Linked DNA regions of Macaca mulatta: region 1 is linked to region 2. Evidence: chromatin contacts called from public Hi-C data. All regions are on one chromosome and are shown on one strand. The core of a region is the stretch at or near the end of the contact, and the rest is flanking DNA. Distances in the headings are between cores, read along the strand shown.

The links. Hi-C and Micro-C count contacts between places; a contact is called where the count stands out from the background.
Region 1: a contact with region 2 is called in a Hi-C map of CD4 T cells, with 7 times the contacts expected there. The contact joins the promoter of PTPN12 here to the promoter of RSBN1L in region 2. A contact is called at or near these places in 2 of 14 Hi-C or Micro-C datasets (CD4 T cells and fetal cortex germinal zone).

Annotation. Positions count from the first base shown.
Region 1 is chr3:141,998,815-142,005,187 of T2T-MMU8v2.0, reverse strand. It overlaps PTPN12 (protein tyrosine phosphatase non-receptor type 12), which reads left to right and starts at 4,565. Exons shown (of 18, transcript XM_015134192.3): 1 at 4,565-5,112. The coding sequence starts at 5,014.
Region 2 is chr3:141,834,398-141,840,162 of T2T-MMU8v2.0, reverse strand. It overlaps RSBN1L (round spermatid basic protein 1 like), which reads left to right and starts at 1,621. Exons shown (of 8, transcript NM_001257886.1): 1 at 1,621-2,206. The coding sequence starts at 1,624. LOC144339904 (a long non-coding RNA gene) reads right to left here and starts at 1,411. Exons shown (of 3, transcript XR_013415477.1): 1 at 1,055-1,411.

The DNA.
Region 1 (6,373 bases), core at 3,316-5,815, 160 kb before region 2:
CACCATGTTGACCAGGCTGGTCTCGAACTCCTGACCTCAAGTGATCTGCCTGCCTCGGCCTCCCAAAGTGTTGGGATTACAGGCGTGAACCAGGGCACCCAGCCTGCACTTCTTACTTTTTCTTTTTTTTTTTTTTTTTTGATACGGAGTCTTGCTCTGTCACCCAGGCTGGAGTGCAGTGGCACGATCTCGGCTCACTGCAAGCTCCGCCTCCTGGGTTCATGCCATTCTCCTGCCTCAGCCTCCTGAGTAGCTGGGACTACAGACGGCCGCCACCACACCTGGCTTTTTTTTTTTTTTTTTTTTTTTTTTTAAGTGGAGACGGGGTTCCACCATGTTAGCCAGGATGGTCTTGATCTGCTGACCTCGTGATCTGCCCGCCTTGGCCTCCCAAAGTGCTGGGATTACAGGCGTGAGCCACCGCGCCCGGCCACTGCTTACTTTTATTTTTGTTGCTTCATGTATTGGCTCCTAATATCTCTCATTCCCTTCTCTCTCATTCACAATTTATCAAAAAAAGTACCAGATTACTATTTTCCTCATTTCCATAATTTTGCTTCTATCCTCAGAAACCTCTTGTGGCTCCCATGCCTACAGTATCAACATTCTCCAGAGCCTAGTCTACTTTGGAGCTTTCACATCTATACAAACGTTCTCCTTCAAACTTCTGCTTTGCCGTCTTCATGCTTATCACTTCTCTTGCCTGGGCGTTCTACTTCCTGTTCAAACCTAATTTAACTTACCCTTCAAGGTCTACCTCTGTGACCACCTCATCCTGACAGCCCGGTCCACAATTCTCTCTCCTTGGAACTGTTAAACCACTCATTATCTGTATCACTCTTTCACATTTATTAACTTAAAGTAACTAAGAGTTTATTGTTTTTCCTGTCTCCTGAACTAAGATGTTCATTCCTTAGGAGTAGGAGCCGTCTCTAAGACATTTTTGTATCTGACACACACGGCATAAACCCTCATATGTTGATATGTTAAAAAGCCATATGTAGATTGAAACAAGACCTAAATGTATTAAAAAGAAAAAAAGCCACTTTGAGAAGGCGGGGCGGGTGGATCACGAGGTCAGGAGATAGAGACCATCCTGGCAAACACGGTTAAACCCTGTCTCTACTAAAAATACAAAAAAATTAGTCGGGCATGGTGGCGGGCGCCTGTAGTCCCAGCTATTCGGGAGGCTGAGGCAGGAGAATGAAGTGGAACCCGGGAGGCGGAGCTTGGAGTGAGCTGAGATTGCGCCACTGCACTCCAGCCTGGGCGACAGAGCGAGACTGCTAAGGCCTTTCCAAAGAACTGCAATCCTGGCTGGGCTTGGTGGCTCACGCCTGTAATCCCAGCACTTTGGGAGGCCGAGGCGGGTTAATCATTTGAGGTCAGGAGTTCAAGCCCAGCCCGACCATCTCTACTAAAAATTCAAAAAAATTACCCGGGCGTGGTGGCAGGCGCCTGTAATCCCAGCTACTGGGAGGCTGAGGCAGGAGAATCGCTTGAACCCAGGAGGCGGAGGTTGCAGTGAGCCAAGATCGCACCACTACACTCCAGCCTGGGCGACTAAAGGAGACTCCGTCTCAAAAAAAAAAAAAAAAAAAAAAAAAAAGAATTGAAATCCTTGGAGATAGTTTACACAAATTTTCCCAAACCTAGCAGTAGATGCCAAAAGTAGCCGCTGAGAACTGAAGAAACTCTCAAGTGTTGCAAGAAAGAGAGAGAAGCTTGCCAGTAAGAGGAAACATGTTTAAAAAGACTAAAAACACCAGCCAAAATGGGACTCAATACCTTAAACAAGTAACACTTCTTACCCAACACTATACCACACGGTAGTAGACTGTTACACAACTTGTCCAGCATATCATCTTTACCGATCACTGTCTGGTTGGTACATTGTTTTGAACCATCAAAAGCGGAGGTACTCCTGATCATCTTTCCATTTCTCTGCTTACAGTCGAATTTCTCTCCCATTTCTGAGGGGGAAAGGGCCATTTACAGTGAGCATGATCAAGCCGTGATTCTGGCATTTCCTCACATCTGGTGAAACTGAGTCTCAGTAACTGGTTAAAGTAAAATACTGCAGGCCCTTTTATCAAATAAAGTTTACCTTAGAAATTAAATTATTCCTCTAAGTGAATTTTTGAAATACAGAGCACAACTGTATCTCTTTGCATGCACACACGTATATAAATGCATAGGAAAAAATTTGGAAGGGCATAACTTGAAGTGCATTTTTTTTCTTTTCTTTTCTTTTTTTTTTTTTTTGGAGACGGAGTTTCGATCTTGTTGCCCAGGCTGGAGTGCAATGGTGCGATCTCGTTCAATGCAACCTCCCCCTCCCGGGTTCAAGCGATTCTCCTGCCTCAGCCTCCTGACTAGCTGGGATTACAGGCATGCGTCACCACGCCCGGCTAATTTTTTTGTATTTTTAGTAAAAACGGGGTTTCAGCATGTTGGCCAGGCTGGTCTCGAACTCTTGACCTCAGGTGATCCTCCCACCTCGGCCTCCCAGTGTTGGGATTACAGGCATGAGCCATCGCGCCTGGCTTTCCCCTCCTCCCTCCCCGAGACGGAGTCTCGCTCTTTCACCCAGGCTGCAGTGTGGTGGCACGATCTCGGCTCACTGCAACCTCCACCTCCCAGGTTCAAGCGATTCTCCTGCCTCAGCCTCTGGAGTACCTAGGACTGCAGGCGTGCATCACCACACCCGGCTTTGTATTTTTAGTAGAGACAGAGTTTCACCATATCCGCCAGGTTGGTCTGGAGCTCCTGACCTCAAGTGATCCGCCCACCTCGGCCTCCCAAAGTGCTAGGATTACAGGCGTGAGCCACTGCACCCGGTCTGACGTGCCTATTTCTGGGGTGGATATATTAGTTGGATTATTTTAAGAGAAATATTTTCCTTTTTTTGAAGAAGTAAATAAACTGTATCCTGTTACACCTATTTTCTTTCTTTTTCTTTTTTTATGAGACAGGGCCTCAGTCTCGTCGCCCAGGTTGGTGTGCAGTGGTGTGATCACGGCACACTGCAACCTCCGCCTCCTGGTGATCTTCCCATCTCGGCCTCCCAAAGTGATGGAATTACAGGCATGAGCCACCACGCCCGGCCTACACCTGTTTTCTTCTATGAGTTTTTCACTAAATTCCATAGTGCTCCTAACTTTCATCTAATAAAGTATTCTACCACTGATATTTCCTATTATAACCAAATTCCCTGCTCTGTACAAAAACGTTTGTGGGTATAAATGATGAAATTCAGTTCACGGATCAAATCCTTCAGTTCTGTCACATTGTGAGAGGCCACTGTTGTGAAAGTAAAATAACTTGTGTTCTAGTTACGGCTCTGCTAAGAATACTCTGGGGGATGTCAGGAAGTCGCTTTATTTGTAAAATGATGAGTTAGACCAGAATAAATTCTCTGATAGAAGTTTACAAAGATGAATAAAGATTTATAGGCCAGGCACGGTGGCTCACGCCTAGAATCCCAACGCTTTCGGAAGTTGAGGGGGTGAGGATCCCCAGTGCACAGAAATTTGAGATCAGCCTGGGCAACCTAGTGAGACCCCTTCTCTACCAAAACTAAACAAATAAATAATAAATTTTAAAAATGTATTAGCTGGGCTTGGTGATGTACTGAGGTAGGAGGATCCCTTGAGCCCAGGAGTTCAAGGCTGCAGCGAGCCGTGATCATAGCACTGCACTATGGGCGATAGAGCAAGACCTTAGCTCTGGGGAAAAAAAAAAAAAGATTTAATAGATTTATAAATAAAGTCCATTCTACTGAGGGAAGTCTCTTATTCAGTTATGAACTGCTGCGAACCTCAAGGCAGGAAGGCAAATTTCCTTCAGTTCGGCAAACACGAAGATCCCACACCCGCGTCATCCGGGAAGAAGGCACTCCGAACCTCAGGCGCTCACTCGCCAGGTTTAAGAGGATGCGCAAATAATAAAAGTCCTCTCACCCAGGAAGCGTTTCACTTCCCTTAGCTGAGCCACACTCCAAGGTGCCGAAGCCTAATTGCTATCCACTCTCACCAATCCGTTACCAAAATGAGCATCTACCTGCCGCGAACGTGGCGGTGACACTACTACAGTTCCCAGCCTGCCTCCAGCCAGCCCTCGCCCGCCCCCACTCCTGGACTCCACAGGCCGTGACTTGTAGGCCCAGTCCACGGCTGGCGGCGGTGCGGGACTCCTGAAAACTGCTTCTCTTCCCTAGTAGGCGGTGAGACCGCAAATTCCAGCAGAATCCTACTCTGATACACTACTGCTTGCCCCGCTCTGAGTCGCATTCCCTCCTTCGGAGGAACCAACTCTCCTCCCGACGCTACTCCGACCTCTAAGATCCCTGAACGGGGCCACGCCCCGGAAGTGGAGTCAGGTCTCCAGGCCGCCCGCTGAAGTGCCTTCCAGCCACTCCAAGCGGGCCTGGGGCCGGCAGGGCGGGCTTGGGGGCGTGGCCGGGAGGCGGGCGGGGATGGATCAGCAGGCGCGGCGCTTGGGGCGGAGCCGCAGCGCGAGGCCGCGCATCTGGGTGGCGGCGGGGACGCGCCCGTGGGGAGAGGCGGCTGCGGCTGCGGCTGCTGGCGGGGGGTGGGGGGGAGGAAGAACCGGGAAGGGGGGGCAGGGCGAGCGGAGAGCTAGCTGTGTTCCTGAGGCGGCGGCGGCGGCGGCGGCGGCGGCGGCGGCGGCGGCGGCGTCTCCGACGGAGGAGGAGGGCGGGGAAGGAGGATGGAGCAAGCTGGGGGTTGGGGTTGGCGCTAGCCGCAGCGGCTCGCCTGGTACTGTGGGAGAGCGGCGGCTGCTCCTGGAAGTTGTGGTGTCGGGAGCCCAGCCGGTGCCGCCGCAGCCGCCGCCTAGGGCAGTGGGGAGGAGGAGGGAGCCGCGGGGCTTGGCGGGGGTCGGGAGGGAGGGACGTGCTGGGGAAACGAGCTGGGGAAGACGGAGCGGGCTCTGCGCCGGGCGGGCGGGCGGCGGGGGGGCCAGCGACCGCAGCCGGGGGGACGCGGGAGGATGGAGCAAGTGGAGATCCTGAGGAAATTCATCCAGAGGGTCCAGGCCATGAAGAGTCCTGACCACAATGGGGAGGACAACTTCGCTCGGGACTTCATGGTGAGTCTCTCCCCTCGCTGTCGCCTTGTCTCGCCGGCGCCGGAGCCCATCGCCGCCTCTCCCGGCCGGGCCGCCAGTGCTTTGTGTACCTCTGTGAGGAAAGGGGCGGAGGGGGCGCGCACCAGCCCGGTGGGCCGGGTGGTCTTGGAAGCCGGCGGGAATCGAGAGCGCCTCCCGCCGTGGCCTCCTTTCTTCTCCCATGTTCGCGACCCCCGCGCGGGCGCCCGGGGCGCGAAGGGAGCGGCCGAGCGGCCGAGCCTGCAGCCTGCACCGCGGCTCGCGACCACCTATTGTTTACCCGGCCGGGAGCCGGAGACTAGTGAGGTGCAGGCCGGGGGGTGCTCGCGTTTCCACATCTCCCCGCCCAGTCCGCTCCTCCCAGGAGGGTCGAGGCAGGGTATCTGGCTGTGACCGGGAGGAGTGCAGATCGTGGCTGACAGAGGAACGGGGGAATTGAGGTTGGCACTAACTCCTGGGATCCCTTTGCTTTAGCTGGTCTCAAAGCGGGCAAGGTAGGACTTCTGCCGTTTCTGGGGTCGCAATCATGATCTCCAACGCTTGGGAAAGGATTGTCCATAAGGAATCTCATGGGTTTACCTAATTTCCATTTACCCGCGTCCCGCTTCTCCTCTCTTGAGACCCAGGTTTAAGGTGATCTTGGGGTCCGGTTCAGGGGATAAGTGTGGGTGGGGGGGATTATCCTGAAGGAAACCGACTTCGGACTCCCCAGGGGATATTGCCGAAGGCGAAGGGGATGTGACTATCACTTCCTATCCGGGGTGGGGGTGGGGAACTTGGGAACAATAGTCCTGGTGGGGCGGAGGCGTCGCTACGGGCCGAAGCCCTGAACTGGGAGATAACCTTCCCAGCGCCCCCCCCCGCCTCCGCCACCCCCCACTTTCCGCCCTCTGCTTGTGCAAGCAGGCTTGAGAGGAGGTGAAGGTTAAAAGTCTTGTTCATGAAACTGCTCTAGATACACTATTGCTCTAGCTCACTATGAGGGGGTCAGATCCGAAGGCGTGGGACCAGAAGTCGACTTCCTATGTTACCCACCCCCCCCAACCCCCGCCCCTTTTATTTTTCTGCTGGACAATGTTCCCTCTAGGGTTGTTTCCCGGCTTAGGAGGCGGTGGTTGCGGCTGCTGCTCCTACGGATATTGCGCAAGACTGGGGCGTTGGAAACCCTGTAGGTCTGGGGAATGGAAAAGGAAGTGGGACTTTGGGAAGTGGTTGCTCCTTAGTCTTGGCGGGGGTTGGGAAG
Region 2 (5,765 bases), core at 372-2,871:
AAGTGCTGGGATTACAGGCGTGAGCCACTCACCGCTCTTGGCCGAAAAAAAAAAAAAATTCTTAAAAATATTCTTTAAAAAATGAATAAATTGGCACTGTCACCCCGGCTGGAGTGCAATGGCAGATCTCAGCTCACTGCAACCTCCGCCTTCCGGATTCAAGGGCTTCTTCTGCCTCAGCCTCCAGAGTAGCTGGGACTACAGGGGCGTGCCACCAAGCCCAGCTAATTATGTATTTTTAGTAGAGACAGGTTTTCACTATGTTGGCCAGGCTGTTCTCGAACTCCTGACATTGTGATCTGCCCACCTCGGCCTCCCAAAGTGCTGGGATTACAGGCGTGAGCCACCGCGCCTGGCCACATTCCTTATCTTTTAAGCTAAAACCCATCTCCCCAAATTGCTTATCTTTGAAGCAAAAATCAAAGCACATGCTTACAAAACATCCAACACGCAGTGTGCTTACTAAATGCTAAAATACAGAAATCGAAAAAAACAATTCTTGTCTTTCAAACATCTATAAATAATCGCCAACAAATTTTTCTTGGCAACTCTAAGTTATAATAATTATTATAAAATAAAAATCTTAAGGCCGGACACGGTGGCTCACGCTTGTAATCCTAGCACTTTGGGAAGAGGAGGTGGGCCGATCACCTGAGATCAGGAGTTCGAGTCCAGCCTGGCAAACATGGTAAAACCCCGTTTCTAATAAAAACACAAAAATTAGCCGAGCATGGTGTCGGGCGCCTGTAATCCCTGTTATTGGGGAGGCTGAGGAAGGAGAATAGCTTGAATCCGGGAGGCGGAGGTTGCAGTGAGACGAGATCGCGCCACTGCACGCCAGCCTCGACGACAGAGCAAAACTCTGTCTCAATAAATAAACAAAATAAATAAATAAATAAAAAATGTTAAGGGTCTAGCCACAACAGTTCAAAAAAGTCTCCAAATCCAGGCAGACTCTCTCCTTCAAGCTTGTAAGTAATCCGAAAGTTCTAGAGTTGCCGGAAGTTATCTCCCTCAATGGATTAGAGCACATGATCTAGCAATAATAACGTACCTTGTCACCACATCAAATGATTTTGAACACCTCCCATCATCGACTACCGACTAACAAAAAGAAGGACTTGATTCCCGGCAAATTTTTCTCTTCTGAACTGAGCATCCCCGAAATCCAGCTTTCTGAACGCGCAGATGCACGGTGAGCGGTACCCCAGGAAAAATGGAAGGGAAAGTGGTACAAGCTAAAAGTCTTCTTGGCAGCAGAGACGATCGCTACCTGGGCCAAGACAGATCTGGGGGTCCAGGGCAGGGATTCTTCCCTGATATCCACCCGGCACCCGAGTTCACGCTGGCAACAGTGGAAAGCCCTCCCCTCGCAGAGCAATCCGCCACTAGCCGCACCCCGCCGAGCTCTGACCTCCAAAGAGGGTCCCTTTGGCGATCCCGCCCCTTCGTCTGATGTTTGTGCCTTTGATTGGCTCTTAGGTGGATCTCTCAGCGTGGCTCGCCCAATGGAGGTCCCGGTCGGTGGCCCGGTCGCTCCGCCCCTTCCCTAGCCCACGCGGAGGGCCCGCCCCCTGCCCCGCGCCGGCTAGCGGAGGAGAGTAAATACAACAGAAGCGCAAAATGGCGGAACCGCCGAGCCCAGTGCACTGTGTCGCTGCCTCCGCCCCCACCGCCACCGTCTCGGAGAAAGAACCGTTTGGCAAGCTGCAGCCCTCCTCCCGGGACCCTCCGGGTTCTCTGTCCGCCAAGAAGGTCCGGACTGAGGAGAAGAAGGCACCGCGGAGAGTGAACGGAGAAGGGGGCAGCGGCGGGAACAGCAGGCAGCTGCAGCCGCCGTCAGCTCCTTCGCCTCAGAGCTATGGCAGCTCCGCGTCTTGGAGCTTTGCCCCTCTGTCTGCTGCTCCCTCCCCGTCCTCTTCTCGGAGCAGTTTCTCTTTTTCCGCTGGCACGGCCGTTCCCTCTTCAGCCTCCGCTTCCTTGTCTCAGCCGGTGCCGCGCAAACTGCTGGTCCCTCCTACGCTGCTGCACGCTCAACCTCACCATCTCCTTCTGCCCGCCGCCGCCGCTGCCTCGGCTAACGCTAAGTCGCGCAGACCTAAAGAGAAGCGGGAGAAGGAGAGGAGGAGGCACGGTCTCGGCGGGGCCCGAGAGGCCGGCGGGGCCTCCCGGGAGGAGAACGGGGAGGTGAAGCCGCTGCCCCGAGGTGGGTGCCGTGCGGGGAGGGGGAGGGGAGGGTGCCGCGGGTCCCCGCCGCCCCACTGGCGCCCACGGGGCCCGGGAAGGGGGAGCGCGGCGGCCTCGTGCGCCAGCCTGGACGGGCCGGGAGGCGTCCGGTTTTCAGCAGAGGATTTTGCAGTTCCCAAGGGGATAGGAAATGGAGCCTGTAATTTCGGTTGCAGAGAAGGGGATGGCCGACGCTCTTATTTTCTGTATCGTTTCTTCCTCCCAGTTAGTGCGCTGCAGGATTTGTAAAAATCCATCTTGAGGACTCCCCTAGGTGTGTTTGGCTAGGGAGAGAGATGGAGGGAACGGGATGGGGGAAGGGTTTGGTCTTGTAAAAGATGCTCGGTTGATTGTTAGGCCATTTAGACGTGGTCGCGGGAATTCGTATTTGTGACACAGCGTTCAACCCCGGATAATCCTGTCAAAAAGGGGTGTGGAGAGAGCACTGGCGTCAGCTGGAAGCTACCAGAGGCCTGAGCTTTTCATCCCTATTAGGGAAATGAGGTAGCGTACAGGGCCCGAAGTGCGCTGTTTCGTAAGGTACCCTCCCTGCACCCTACTCTCCGCTGCGTGTTCTTAAGTGTTTTGGGTGGTCCTGTTTGAAATAGCACCCTTCTGAAAGAATTTTCAGCCATATTCTTTTTTTCCTGCAGCAAATGATAAGAGCCAGGAGCTTTGACGATTTTTGGACAGGTCAAGCGGCTGCAGATTGTTTGAGCATTAGAAAAAGGCAGATTCTTAAGGGTTCTTGTCAGAGAGGGTCAGTTTTGTTTTTAAATGTAGGCTAGTCGTATAATTTTTCAGATAGTGTTTCTTTAAAATAGGTGTTTCTGCCACTTCAGCTACGGATACATAATGATCTGACAGTAGTGCAATATACAGACTAGGTGAAAATCAAATCTTTATGTGATCGCAAGCTTAAAGCGCATGATCTTCATTATAAATGTGCACTGCTACACAGTGTTGTCAAATGACTCTTTTTTTTTGTTTTTTAGAAAAAGAAATGTCAAGCAGTTTTGGCATTGCTGATCTAACAGTAGCTTAGGTCATGAAAAATTTTCTGTTTGGTATAATATTGTTTGTTTTCACAATTTAAAACATGCTGCATGTGCATGTAGCAATAGTGCCACTTCTTCCTTGATATTTTTTGCCTGTAGCAAAACTTTGACATCTAAGCATAGCCATTAGGGACTCTGGTGCAATGTAAAGATCTCTCAGCTTCCGGGAGTGTTGCTTCTAGGAAAATGGTTTTGAGGATGGGATTTATGGTACTTTTATTCAGGAATTTTAGGTGGTTAGTATTTTAAAGCTATTTTGTTTTAACAATTATATGTAAAATTTAGGGGATAAGTGCCTGGAAGTCTGTCCGTAAGCAGCTTGGTATCATCACTAGTGTTTGTGGTGTGTAAACTGCACATTTGCTCTAAGTTCTCTGAAAGAGGAAGTAAATATGAATGTTACATAGCTGGAGTAATGGAGTATTTGAGAATAAGCATTCTTTAACAATTCTAACTTAAAATGTGGAGTACACAAATGGTCCTTAAAGTGAAATGGCTGTTAAAGAGGAATTTTTATAGTCTTTTCAATTACATTTCGAATCCTCCTCCTTTTGAGGGTTAACACTAATATTGTTAATCCTGAATATAAACAGTAATAGGTTTTACATTAAGATGTGGGAATGATCTTTTCCCATGACCTATGTGGATTTTTTTGAGTAGTGGCAAGATATTAACACTACTGTAAGATTTTCATTTTTTCAGATAGAAATGCTCTTATTGAAAAACTATCAGAAAAAGATTGCTTTTCAGTGTCTTGGTGGTAAATTTAATGGTGAAAATTTTTCCCTCGTAACTTGGGGAATACTTATATCTTTCTAAAGTTTGAATTTAACTGAATTGAAGTTCTGTTTTAATGAATTAAGAAGATTCTTAAATAGTGGTATTAACAAGTAGTATAGCAAGAATACATATATGCCTTTATTATAGATATAGTTGCAAATATGAAAGTCCTAATTTGCAATACAATGCTCATTTCTCTGTGCTTTTTGTAAAAATCTTGGTGAATGGGTGACCAAGTGTTTGTTTAGGTATATACCTCTTTTTAGTGTTGCTCTAAGTTGGCTGTGCATAGTTCAGTAACCCTTCAATTATCCACAACTGGCTGATTGAACAGTCTGAGTCAGAACCAGACATTAGCTATAAAGACACCTAAACAAGGAAGAGATTCTCCCTCAACAAAACAAACCTGAACCACACACCCTCGAAAGACCTAGCCTGCACCCCAATTTGATTAAACAGTTACGCTCCTGTATTTATTTGTAGTTGGGCTTTTAAAAAGTCTTAAGTCAGAACTGCTTTATTTTTACGTTGGTGACCATTCTAACAGAACGTATTTGGATTAAATGAAAGCATGTATATGAAAGGGCCTAGCAGGGTATTCAGTAAATGTTATTTGAAATCTGAAGCATAGTTATTAATTTTTTTAACCCTATAACTAATTAAAAGATGGGTGAATGCTGATAGAGGAAGGATCATTGACAGATATGAAAGTTAAGAATGATGAACAAGAGAATTATGAAAGTATACTAATATAGGCCCATTTAGTGCCAGGGCTTGATGCCTCACAATCTCTTAAGGCCATCTTATCATATTGCTGTAGCTGACTTGCGTGATAGCTTGACTCACCAAGTAAAAGTTAAGTTTCTTATAAAAAGGAAAAGTGCAAAACATTTTAGATTTTTTTTTTTTTTTTTGAAACGGAGTCTTGCTCTTGTTGCCCAGACTGGAGTGCAGTGGCTGAATCTCGGCTCACTGCAACCTCCACCTCCTGGATTCAAGAAATTCTCCTGCCTCAGCCTCTAGAGTAGCTGGAATTATAGGCACTCGCCAACACGCCCGGCTAATTTTTGTATTTTTAGTAGAGATGGAGTTTCACCATGTTGGCCAGGCTGGTCTCAAACTCCTGACCTCGTAATCCGCCCACCTTGGCCTCCCAAAGTGCTGGGATTATAGGCGTGAGCTGCCGTGCCCAACCAACATTCTAGATTTTTAAAACGAGAAAATAATCTGATTTTAGTGCTTATGGAGGTAATTTACTGAAGAGTTAATCAATATTCTTGTAAGACTGAACAAATTGTAGAATTGGTAAGTGTGGAAAGTAAAAATGGACGTATACCAAGAGTATCCAAAATTTAGAATTATTTTATGGCAAACAACACAACAAATATTTAATTAGCTATCAATGTGCCTTCACTGACTCCAGTAACCAGTAAAATTTGTATAGATCTTCTAACTATCGTTAGTACTTTTGCTTTGTATTTGTTGACTTTTTTCCTTAAAATGAGCCTGTGAAGTATTTCAAGACGAAACCAGAGCATTTCACTGAATTTTTACCTTGAAAGTGTAGTTGCAGAATTTAATGAAAATAGCAGCTTTTCTTAGAATCAAATAATCTGAGGTATATAAATGTGAGTGATATCAAAGGGATGGGTGTCTGAAGATTTTTCTAACTATACTCTCCAGTATTGTGACTGCACAATT